2 separate regions of the Ovis aries genome follow, and region 2 is linked to region 1. A link is a contact called in public Hi-C data. All regions are on one chromosome and are shown on one strand. The core of a region is the stretch at or near the end of the contact, and the rest is flanking DNA. Distances in the headings are between cores, read along the strand shown. Region 1 has its middle 44 kb from the start of EPS8L3. Region 2 holds the start of CSF1 (colony stimulating factor 1).

The links. Hi-C and Micro-C count contacts between places; a contact is called where the count stands out from the background.
Region 2: a contact with region 1 is called in a Hi-C map of hypothalamus, with 3 times the contacts expected there. The contact joins the promoter of CSF1 here to the enhancer-like site in region 1. A contact is called at or near these places in 4 of 16 Hi-C or Micro-C datasets (blood, hypothalamus, liver and 1 more).

What each region holds. Positions count from the first base shown.
Region 1 is chr1:87,149,137-87,154,458 of ARS-UI_Ramb_v3.0, reverse strand. No RefSeq gene overlaps it. Among named protein-coding and RNA genes, the nearest start is that of EPS8L3, 44 kb to the right of the region's middle. Within about 2 kb of position 3,313, at least 17 of the 54 cell types and tissues checked have an H3K27ac peak or open chromatin away from gene starts, as enhancers often do. A contact at or near this core is called in hypothalamus, where this site is marked.
Region 2 is chr1:87,228,632-87,233,953 of ARS-UI_Ramb_v3.0, reverse strand. It overlaps CSF1 (colony stimulating factor 1), which reads right to left and starts at 2,343. Exons shown (of 9, transcript XM_027972813.3): 1 at 2,091-2,343. The coding sequence starts at 2,129.

The DNA.
Region 1 (5,322 bases), core at 2,064-4,563:
GAATGTGAGGATAAAGTCCTAGAAATAGAACTGTTGGGACCAAGGGCTTGCATATTCAAACTTTAATAGACATTGCTAAATTACCCTCCACAAAGGTTTTACCCATTTCTCCTTCCAACAATACTGTCTATGAAAAGGTCCGTCAACCCTCTTCTTGATAGTGTTCAGTTCAGTTCAGTTCAGTTCAGTTGCTCAGTCGTGTCTGACTCTTTGCGACCCCATGAATCACAGCACACCAGGCCTCCCTGTCCATCACCAACTCCCGGAGATCAACCAAACTCATGTCCATTGAGTCGGTGATGTCATCCAGCCATCTCATACATACTAAATGTTACCCATCTTTCTAATGTTGGCTATACCAGTGGGTCTTCCCTGGTGGCTCAGTGGATAAGAATCTGCCTGAGATGCAGGAGATCTGGGTTCGATCCCTGGGTAAGGAAGATTCCTTGGAGAAAGAAATGGCTACCCCCAGTATTCTTGCCTGGAGAATTCCATGGACAGAGGAACCTCACAGGCTACAGTCCATGGGGTCGCAAAGAGTCAGACATGACTGAGCGACTAACGCACAAAGAGTTAATCCGATTTTTTTAAACTATAAGGTAGAGTGAACATCTTTGCACACATTTATTAACTAATTATAATTCTTCTTCTATGGGTTACCTGCTCGTGGCCTTTGTTCATTTTTTTATTGAGTTGTCTTTCTGCTGTTGATTTGTGAAAGCCCTTTGTAAATTAGGGATATAAGCCCTTTGTTTAATCTGTTGCAGATATTTTCCCCAGCTTGTCCTTTGTGTTTTGACTTTTTATAGAGAGCTTTTGTTGTCAGAACTTTACAAATTTTGTGTGGTTCAGTATATCAGGCTTTTCTGGTTTTCTGCCTAAAAGGTCTCACTCCCCCTAAAATAACACACAATAAAACGTCAACCGTGGTTTTCTTAATGACGTCTGTGGTTTCTTTTTTATATTTAAGTACTTTATCTATCTGGAGTTTTAAAAATTGCATTATACATACAAGGCAGGAGTGAATTTTCTCTTTTTCAAGTGGAGAGTCGATTGGGATGTAAGAACTCTGTGAGATTCCAGAACTTTCATAACTTCTCTGCTGTTCTCATTTCCATGGAGTGATTAGAAGGGGTTAAAAGGAACTTGGTTGATGCTTGTCTTTAAGCTCAGGGACACCCAGGAATGGGGGATGAGATGAGGCTGGGATGCAGTCTTCAGACAAGGCTGGGAGGATGCAGTGTGGTACCCAGAGGAGGGGAAGCAGCTGAGCTCTGCAGTGAAAAAGAAAGGAGGGCATGAAGAGTCAGGCTTCTCTTGAGAAGAGTTCAGGGAGCAAGAGAAGACCCCTGCAGTGTTCACCACCCCCTAAGCCCCACACCCATACCTAGAAGTCTTCGGAAATTTTGCTGCTTCTTTCCAATCTTTCCACCCAGAGGTCTGAGCTCATTAGTATGTGTTTGTTTCTTCCATGAGTATTTTTGACCACCTCCTCTGAATCCAAGAAAGGATCGCTATATCTGGTCTGGTATGAATGGAAGTTTGTGATATAACCCTGAGACAGCAAGGAGAATGCTTGTGGGGACTCTTCTGAGTTGCAGGAGGCAGGAAGTCGTTTTACAAAACTTTCCTTTGGATGTGGTATTTAAAATGTTGTCCTTCAGATCTGAAAAAGTATTTCCCTGACTCCTGGGAAAATGAAAAGGGCTATATTATTAACACTTGTGAACACTCATGCCTTTCCTGAAAGAGCCATCCCGATGTGCTACCTGCCTTGTTTGGGAGAGGTCAGAGGTCAAGAACACCCTAAGGGAAGGACACCACCATTAGCAACTATCCTGGTCTCCTTTGCAGGGGCTGGAGGTCAAGGGCTCCAAGCAGCCAGCCCCAGCAGCTTTCACAAAAGCCTGTGTACATCTCTGTCCCCACACTGACCTGGAATCATCTTTTAGGTCACCCTCCTCATTGGAAGGCACAGATCATGCATCTCGGCATGGTTGGTGCTCCATGAATGGTTGAATAAAAGAATGAGTCCAAGACAGTGGAGAGCAGGTAACGCTGCCAGTGGGCCAAGCCCAGCTGAGGACCATGCAGAGACAGAGCCCGTGGCAGGCAACAGAGGTCCGAGCGCAGCCTGTGGGGGAGCGTGGCACCTTACATCTGCTGCTTCACACACAGGGTTGGCTGAGAATGCCATCGCCACCAAGTCCTAAGGCTGTAACCCTCTCTTCCCTGGAGGAGTGACCGCCAGTGGATAGCCCCTCACAAGAAAGGCAGCCATTTCTCACTCAGAAGCTTCAGCAACTGCAAGCCCAATTCCCTGAGCCCTTTCCGGCTGACTCACCATAGTCCCCCTGGGTCCGAGCTTCCTGCCAGAAGCCCAGCGGACTGGCGGGGAGGGAGGGAGGAGGCTGTGGACACTGCATCAGGACCCAGGAATGCTCTGCTGGACGGGAAGCAAAGATAACTAACTTCCTTCCCAGTTTCTGCTGCTCCGAGGGAAGACCAGAAGGTGGGCCGTCTGGAGGGTTGAGTGGACTCCTCTGTCCCTGACTCGGTCACAGCCAGGCCCTCGCCGACCCCCATTCCAGAGAACAAGGCGCCCCAGCCCCCCGCCCTGCCGCTTGTGTTAAAGCACATCTGGGACCTGCTGGGTCCCTCCTCTGATTGACGGCGACGGTGTGTGGTTGTGCCCAGTTGCCTACGAGTGCGTGTCCTCACCTGCCTGTGAGTGTGGCTGAGTGTGTCTGTGGTTGTATAAGGTGATATGAGTCTGTGCGTGACCGTGCGGATTCAGAATCCCTGCGTGTCACAGCGTCCAGGTATGTGATTACACGCAGACGAATGGGTGAGCGTCAGTGCCTGTGGTCAAGTCTCACTGTGAACTGAGTGTTGTTCTCACGTGCTGGCGTGTCATGGTGTGTGAACGCAGGGTCGCCTTTGGTGGCATGCGACTCTATGTGGCTGTGTGCTGCTAACAGTCAAGGTGTGTGACACAGTGTGTTTGTGGACGGTTGTGTGTGACTAGGTGGGCTTCGTATGATTCTGCAGGCCCAGGGGAGGTGAGAGGTGTGAAGCCCATATTGCATGGTAGGTGAGGAAGAGGTGTGTGTGTGTGTGTGTGTGTGTGTGTGTGTGTGTGTTGTGTGCTTTCTCTTTTTCTAGGTTCTACTCCTATAACTTCTGAAAGGAAGTATAACTAGGTTCAGGACGTTCTTCCCTGGGTCACTGACTGGTCCTAGAGTGTTTTCTCGGAAAAGGCCAGGCTTAGGAGCTGTGCCAGCCTGTCCGAGCCCTCACGGCGGCTCCCAGCGCGCCCAGCGCAGCCCTGGCTCATGCCCCGGCAGCTCCCCCTGCAGGGCCACAGCCAGCTTCTCTCAGCCTGGACAGCTGCCCCTAGCTCTCCCCAAACCTATTTTGAGTGCAAAAGTAACATTGGAACCCAGCTCTTTCTCTCCCTACCCTGAAGACCTGCCTTTAAGGAATTCATCCCCCCCCCCACACACTCCTTCAGGGAAAGTGGAGGGGGAACTAAAGCACCCCAGATGAGGGACCGAGGAGTGTTTCAGACTCTCACAGGCCCTGACAGTCCTGGCCCCCAGGCTGCTGCTTCTGGCTTCTGGCCTCCACTTTTCTACTAAGGAGGGTGGGTGAACCTCCCGTCTAACCGGCCCCAGGACAGGGGACCTTGCCCACCACCTTCCACCCTCTGCAGATGGGCCTTCTGCAGAGACTCCAGCTCATGGGGCCGTGGCGCTGCCCAGAAGTGATGACATGACCCCGCTGGTTTGTCTTCTACAAATCCGAGTTGGGCGACAGGTGCCCAGGTGTGTGAGCCTCAAACTGCTTCTGCCCCTGCTGGAAAGAGTGTCTGCGCTCTGGCTTGGATGGGCTGCGTGGCTGCTCCAGTGCCAGGCTGAGGTTGAGCAAGGTGCCACCTACCAAGTCAGCAGGAGTCTGGAGCACCCCAAGCAGAGAAATTCCTGGAAGCAGAGGTAGAGGGGAAGAAGAATTGAAGGTGGGAACCAGGGCTCTATAGAGAGAACTGGGCCAGGGCCAGGAGTGAGCTACAACACCAAGGCCCCCCCAGGGGCGTGCACTGTTGAGAAAAATCCCTGGACCAGCAGCTCAGGATCCCAGGTTCTGTTCTAATTCTACCTCCCAGCGGCTGTGTGACCAGAGGAAGCCGCTTTCCTTCTCTGGGTTTCTGTTTATCTACCTTGAAGATTGAAAAAACAGAGGAAATGAAATATATAGTGTGGAGCCCAGAGGCAGGAGTAGGTGCTCAATAGACATGAGTTCTCTTCCCTTATCCTGAACACGGCTGTTGATCCCTCTCCAGGGCTCTAACTAAGGCTCTTTGCAGCCCAGATAGTCCATGTCTCTGAAGGAATCCCTCTTTTCTTCCCCCATGAACACTGGCAGGCCCACCACACCCAGATCCCAAGGAGATCCTGCTTGGAGTGGGTGAGATGGGTGGGGAGGGGAGTTGAACACTAAGAAGAGGAGAAAGCTAGGGGTGGAGGCAGGTGGCACACATGTCAACAGGAGCTGGGGTCTCCCCATAGCAGGGCCCAACAGGTGGCTCCTTGTCCTGCCTGACTCGGCCACTCAACCTATTCTGGTTCCCTCCCTCCCACCCACCACCACGTGCCCTCTGGGTCTATATAGCTCCAGATCCAAATTATTCTGCTGAGTGCTGTAGCTCAACACTTGTGACACATTCAGACTGAATTCAACATCCTAAGCCCAACAAGCTAAGCACCAGAGGCTGGAAAAGTTAATAAGATACACTACTGATTTTCCAAGATCTGTAGGCTACAATAAAAAGAACACCTATTGATCATACCATCTAATGCCATTTGGCAAATTCAAATGCCTTCAAGAGCCAAACCGATTTTACAAATGGCTGAAGCAGCTTGATGGACATAGTAGGGCCTGGGGGCCAATTATGTATCAATATTTGCTATTCCCAAGCTGGCCAAAGAAGAAACAGCTGCCTCTAGCTGCCTTTTATGGCATTTTCTGAGTTTTCACTAAGTGCCAGGCACTGGATGAAGTGCTTTTGTGCTTTCTTTCATTTAACTCACTCAAGAATTTCGACAGATTAGTGTTATAGGAGACAGATTCTAAGGTGATCCCTATATCCTCGTGTTTCTGCCCTTGTGTAATCCCCTTCCCTCAAGTGTGGGCAGGACCTGGGATTTGTTTCCAATCAATGGAATAACCATCTAACCAATATTGGCAAAGGGGATTGGATGTCCATTCCATGATTACAACATGTTACAAAGATCCAGTCTCACCAGCAGGCTGGTGCTAGAG
Region 2 (5,322 bases), core at 1,094-3,593, 80 kb before region 1:
CCTAAAATGTTTGTCAGCTCTTACCAGGGAGGAGAAGCCCTGGCTGAGCTCCAGGGAGGTTGCGGGGAGGAGAAGCCACAGTAAGACCTTCAAAGATGGGGGGGTGGGGGGGTGGGTAGAGAGGTGGGGGGGGGTAGGGGGGGAGTTGATGGCAGAGAGAGGAGGGGGAAGGGGGGCCTGGAGGAAAGAGGCTCGGGATGGCCCAGTGCTGTTCAGCACCAGGGTCTGGTGAGGGTCCTGGTCCGACCTGGGCGAGGCAGACTGTGGAAGAGGGAAAAGAGTCATGGAGGGAACACTGGGCTCTGTTGGGTGGTTAAAGAGGGAGTTCTGGGTGGGAATGGCTGTGCCAGCCCTCAGGAACCTGCACTTCAGGACCCACGGGAGGATACTGGGCCATGCAGAAGGTATGTCTCTGCCCCAGGCTGGTTGCCCCTGAGGCTCCAAGCCTCAGGTGTCAGTGGTTTGGAGGAAAGGGTCCATGGGGAAGGGGATGCTCAGGAAGATAGCCTTGTCACAGACGAGTTAAGATATTGATGTTTGAGGGCAGCCAGGAGGGGGCAATGCTTAACCCCAAGGGCTGCCTGGCTTCTGCAGTTATTTCAAGCATCAGTGTGGGGAGTGTACAGCCACCATGTGGGAGGCTGGCTTTGAAGGTGGCCAAAGGGGACCACCCCTGCACCTGGGGCCTTGACGTGGCCTGAGAGGAGGAGCTGCACAGGTACCCAAGGGTTAACACTCTAGCTTGTGTCTGGCTGGGCTGGCTCTTCTCCCCCCTCCTTTCTTCTTCCCACCCACCAGCTTTGGCCTCTGGGGCAGCCCTAGGAATCTCTGCTTCAGGCTCAGAGAGACTCTGAGACATCTCAGCCCAGCCACCCATCCTCACCTGCTTCTCACCATGTCCCAAATTCCCTGGCAAAATGGTCCCTGGAGAGACCTTAGCATGAGTGGACCCTCAGGCTGAGGGTCTAAAATCAGCCTCTTTCCTTCCATGCTTACCTTCCTCTTCTTTCCTCACCGTCTCACTTCCAGCCCCTATTTGTCTTGTTGCCCTCACCTCACCCTTCCTGACTTCCCCTCCTAACCCCATCTCATCTCTTTCAGCTGGCTCTTCCTCCTCATGGAAGGGCTTGTCCCTATCACCCTACTTGCAACCTCCCTCCCTTATCCTCGGAATATTTTTCTGCTTCTCTCGCTGCCCCCATCCCCCCACCCCCCACCAGGTTTCTCCTCTAGAATTCCTCAGAAGCAAACCCACTGGCAGGGTTTGCCTTACTGTCCATTAATGGAGTCACTCTGCACCATCTAGCAGCTGCCCCAGCTACAGCCCATGGTTAGAGCAGGGCAGTGGTGAACCGCCCGCAGCTCCTGCCCACAGTTCTGCAACCCCAAACCTTCCTTCCACCTCCTTTACCATCATCAAGCCCAGGAGCTCCCCGACTGACTGAACCTGAATCTGCAGGAAGATCCAGAGCTGGCACCAGGCAACTCTGGTACCCCCATCCCCCACAAAACGGACTTGATCCAGCCACCCAAGTGCCCAACAGCTCCTGTCTGTGAGCTGGAACAAGTAGTGGCTTGCCCAGCTCCTTCCTTCTGCCTTGCATTCTCTAAGTTGGATGGCACCTGAACTTTCCCCATTCAGAAGCGCCCACTCCCCAGCAGGACCTAGAAGCATGCGTATGGCCCGTGTGGAATGCCCACTGGGCAGGCGCCACCCTCAGGCGCACAGCCATTCTGCCTGTCCCTTGGCGGTGGAGAGAGTCTAGGACGGAGCTTCTGTCCCTTGACTGCAAACCCTTCTCCTTTGCCCGCAGGTGGCTCCGTGTGCCTCTCCCTGCAATGGGGTAAGCAGTCTTCCCTTCCCCAAAGAGGTGCCGCAGCCCCAGGAGCAGCTGCAGGGCCGCTTCTGGTCCCAGCCCCAGCGCAAGAGGGGCCTCGCGCAGTCGGCGTGCAAAGATGGGCCCGGTGCCGGGAGACGGAAGAGCCTCTGCAGTCGGCGCGCGCTGGGCAGTGGGCTCCGAGGAGCCCGGCTGCGCCGCCAAGCTCCAGTCCCAGCCCGGCCCGGGCCCGGCCCCGCGGCGATCGCTTACCGTGGGAGGGCAGCGCCCGGCGGCGCCCCGCGCGGTCATACGGGCAGCTGGGTCCCGGCCGGGCGCGTCGGCCGCCCTCGCTCTGCCGCTCGCTGTCTTGATCGCTGGCCGCTGCAGAGTCCGCGCCCTGGCCGAGGGCCGCGCTGCTGACCTGGGAGTGTAGGGGGACTCGCGGCGGCGCGCGGAGCACCCAGACAAACTTTCACTTTCCCCGAGCCGGGCTCCACTGGCCAGCTCCTCGGCACAGCCTTTTAAGCGGACTTGTGAGGCATGTGCTTTATGGGAAATCACCTTGGACAGGCGCCAGACACACACACACACGCACACACACAGGCGCGGGCGCACTGACAGACACACACACTCCGGAGGCCCACTGAACGCCTCCCCGCCCCCACCCAGCGGGCCGGTCTTCTCCGTTTGTCTTCCAGTCGCCCTGTGTGCTGCGCTCAAAGCCAAAGCCTTCAAGAAAGTAACGCGGGCTCCGCCGCCTCCCGCCCTCCAGCGCGCGGATTTTGGACAGAGCCTGGTCTTTCCTTCCGCGCTCTCCAGGCGGATCCGGTGCGCGCGCTCTCTCTCTCGTTCTAATATGTGTCTCAAGGGACTTTCCCTCTGGGTCTGAAAATTCCCAAATCTGAGCAGGAAATGGCCTGAGAGCAGGGGCGAACACTGGAGACCGACTGCGCTTGCTGTGGCACCTTGTGGAGCCTTAGTCAGCAGGTTTGGGGGCAGCCCTCTCCTTATGCAGCCCCCAAAGCGCCCGTCCAGCCTCTGTCTTCTCTTCTGGGGGCAGGGTACAGGCAGAGAGGCTACTACCTGACCAGAAGGGGATGAATTGTGTCCTGTGACAGGGACTGGGACACTCTGCTGTGTCCCAGGAGATGCTTCCCACACCTGACCTGCAGGTGATGAAAACGCTGGCTGGAACCCAGGATCCCTCCTGAGCCTCAGACCTGGGGAGATTGGCACCCAAGCCCTACAGTTCCCTGATGCTTTTGAAAATGGATTTACTGAAATGATTAAGCTCATTTTGTCTCTATATGAGAATGAATCTAAATGAGGCTAAATAGGACGAGCCTGTTAATCATAAAGTCAAATTCAAGAGCTTTTTCTTTCTTCAGTTCCTAGGGTTCAATGTTTCAGTCTCTCTGTGGCTCCACCCATCCCCATCCCCTGGGAAATACATGTCTGGAAGGGGCATCTCCTGTCACTTATTCCAGCCCCTATTAGTAATTTTATAACTGCTTGCTCTTATTAATACTGGTGCCTCTGTTTACAATGCTCCTTTCCCAACTTGTGCTTAAGGCAAACACCTCATCTGTCAAGGCTGGAGTCAGACCACATCCTTCACCAGCAGAGCCTTTTTTGACTACTCAGGCAGATCAATGATTCCCGTCCCTGTGGTCTCACTGAATTTGGCTCCTTTCTCTGTAGTTTCTCTGATAAATTGTCATTCATTCATTGTCCACAGTATTCTAAAAGTGTTTCAAGGGATGCTGATAGCTATATTCTGGAGCATCAGACTGAAGCTTCAGCCCCACTGTGACTGAGACTTCCTCCAAGCTGGTCCTGTATTTCAGTTCAGTTCAGTCATGTCCGATTCTTTGCAACCCCATGGACTGCAGCATGCCAGCCTTCCCTGTCCTTCACCATCTCCCAGAGTTTGCTCAAACTCATGTCCATCGAATTGGTGATGCCACCCAACCTTCTCATCCTTTGTAGTCCCCTTCTCCTCCTGCCTTCAGTCTTTCCCAGCATCAGGGTCTTTTCCCATGAGTCAGTTCTTGGCATCAGGTGTCCCAAGTATTGGAGCTTCAGCTTCAGTGTCAGTACTTCCAATGAATATTCAAGACTGATTACCTTTAGAATGGACTGGTTGGATCTCCTTGCAGTCCAAGGGACTCTCAAGAGTCTTCTCCAACACCACAGTTCAAAAGCATCAATTCTTTGGCGGTCAGCTTTCTTTATGGTACATCTCTCACATCCATACATGACTCCTGGAAAAACTGTAGCTTGTCTTGTGTTTACCTCTAAATTGAAGGTGCCCAGCACACACTTGGTACCCAGTCGATAGTGACTGAATTACATGAAGCCATTAGAGAATAATTCATTCATTTGACAAATGTGCACCATGTGGCTACTACGTGCTGGGCACTGGGCTACACCTGGGAATGTGACGATGGACATGTCGGCATATCTCTGCTTTCATGGGTTTGGGAGTAGTCAGAGCTTAAAGGGCGTGGGGCAGCCGTGGATGCACAGAGACCTGAGGAAGGAAGGCCTGAGCCTGAGCCCAGCCAGAGGAAGGAGGCTAAGGCCTTACTTCCCCTGGGCATTGTCAAGTGGTCCCAGTACAAAATGATTTAAGATAGATAACATGTTGACACCACTTGTTCTTAGGACTGATAAGAGGTTGGAGTAAGTGATGTGCCGAGATAAACCTCTTGTTTTCTTCAGTTCAGTTTAGTTCAGTCGCCCGGTCATGTCCGACTCTTTGCGACCCCATGAATTGCAGCACTCCAGGCCTCCCTGTCCATCACCAACTCCTGGAGTCCACCCAAACCCATGTCCATTGAGTTGGTGATACCATCCAACCATCTCATCCTCTGTTGTCCCCTTCTCCTCCTGCCCCTAATCTCGCCCAGCATCAGGGTCTTTCTAATGAGTCAACTCTTCGCAGCAGGTGGCCAAAGTATTGGAGTTTCAGCTTCAACATGAGTCCTACCAATGAACACCCACGACTGATCTCCTTTAGGATGGACTGGTTGGATCTCCTTGCAGTCCAAGGGATTCTCAAGAGTCTTCTCCAACACCACAGTTCAAAAGCATCAATTCTTCAGTGCTCAGCTTTCTTTATAGTCCAACTCTCACATCCATACATGACTACTGAAAAAACCATAGCCTTGACTAGACAGACCTTTGTTGGCAAAGTCATGTCTCTGCTTTTTAATTTGCTGTATAGGTTGGTCATAACTTTCCTTCCAAGGAGTAAGCGTCTTTTAATTTCATGGCTGCAATCTGCAGTGATTTTGGAAACCAGAAAAATTAAGCCAGCCACTGTTTCCACTGTTTCCCCATCTATTTCCCATGAAGTGAGGGGACTGGATGCCATGATATTAGTTTTCTGAATGTTGAGCTTTTTCACTCTCCTCTTTCACTTTGCTCGAGAGGCTCTTTAGTTCCTCTTCACTTTCTGCCATAAGGGTGGTGTCATCTGCATATCTGAGATTTTTGA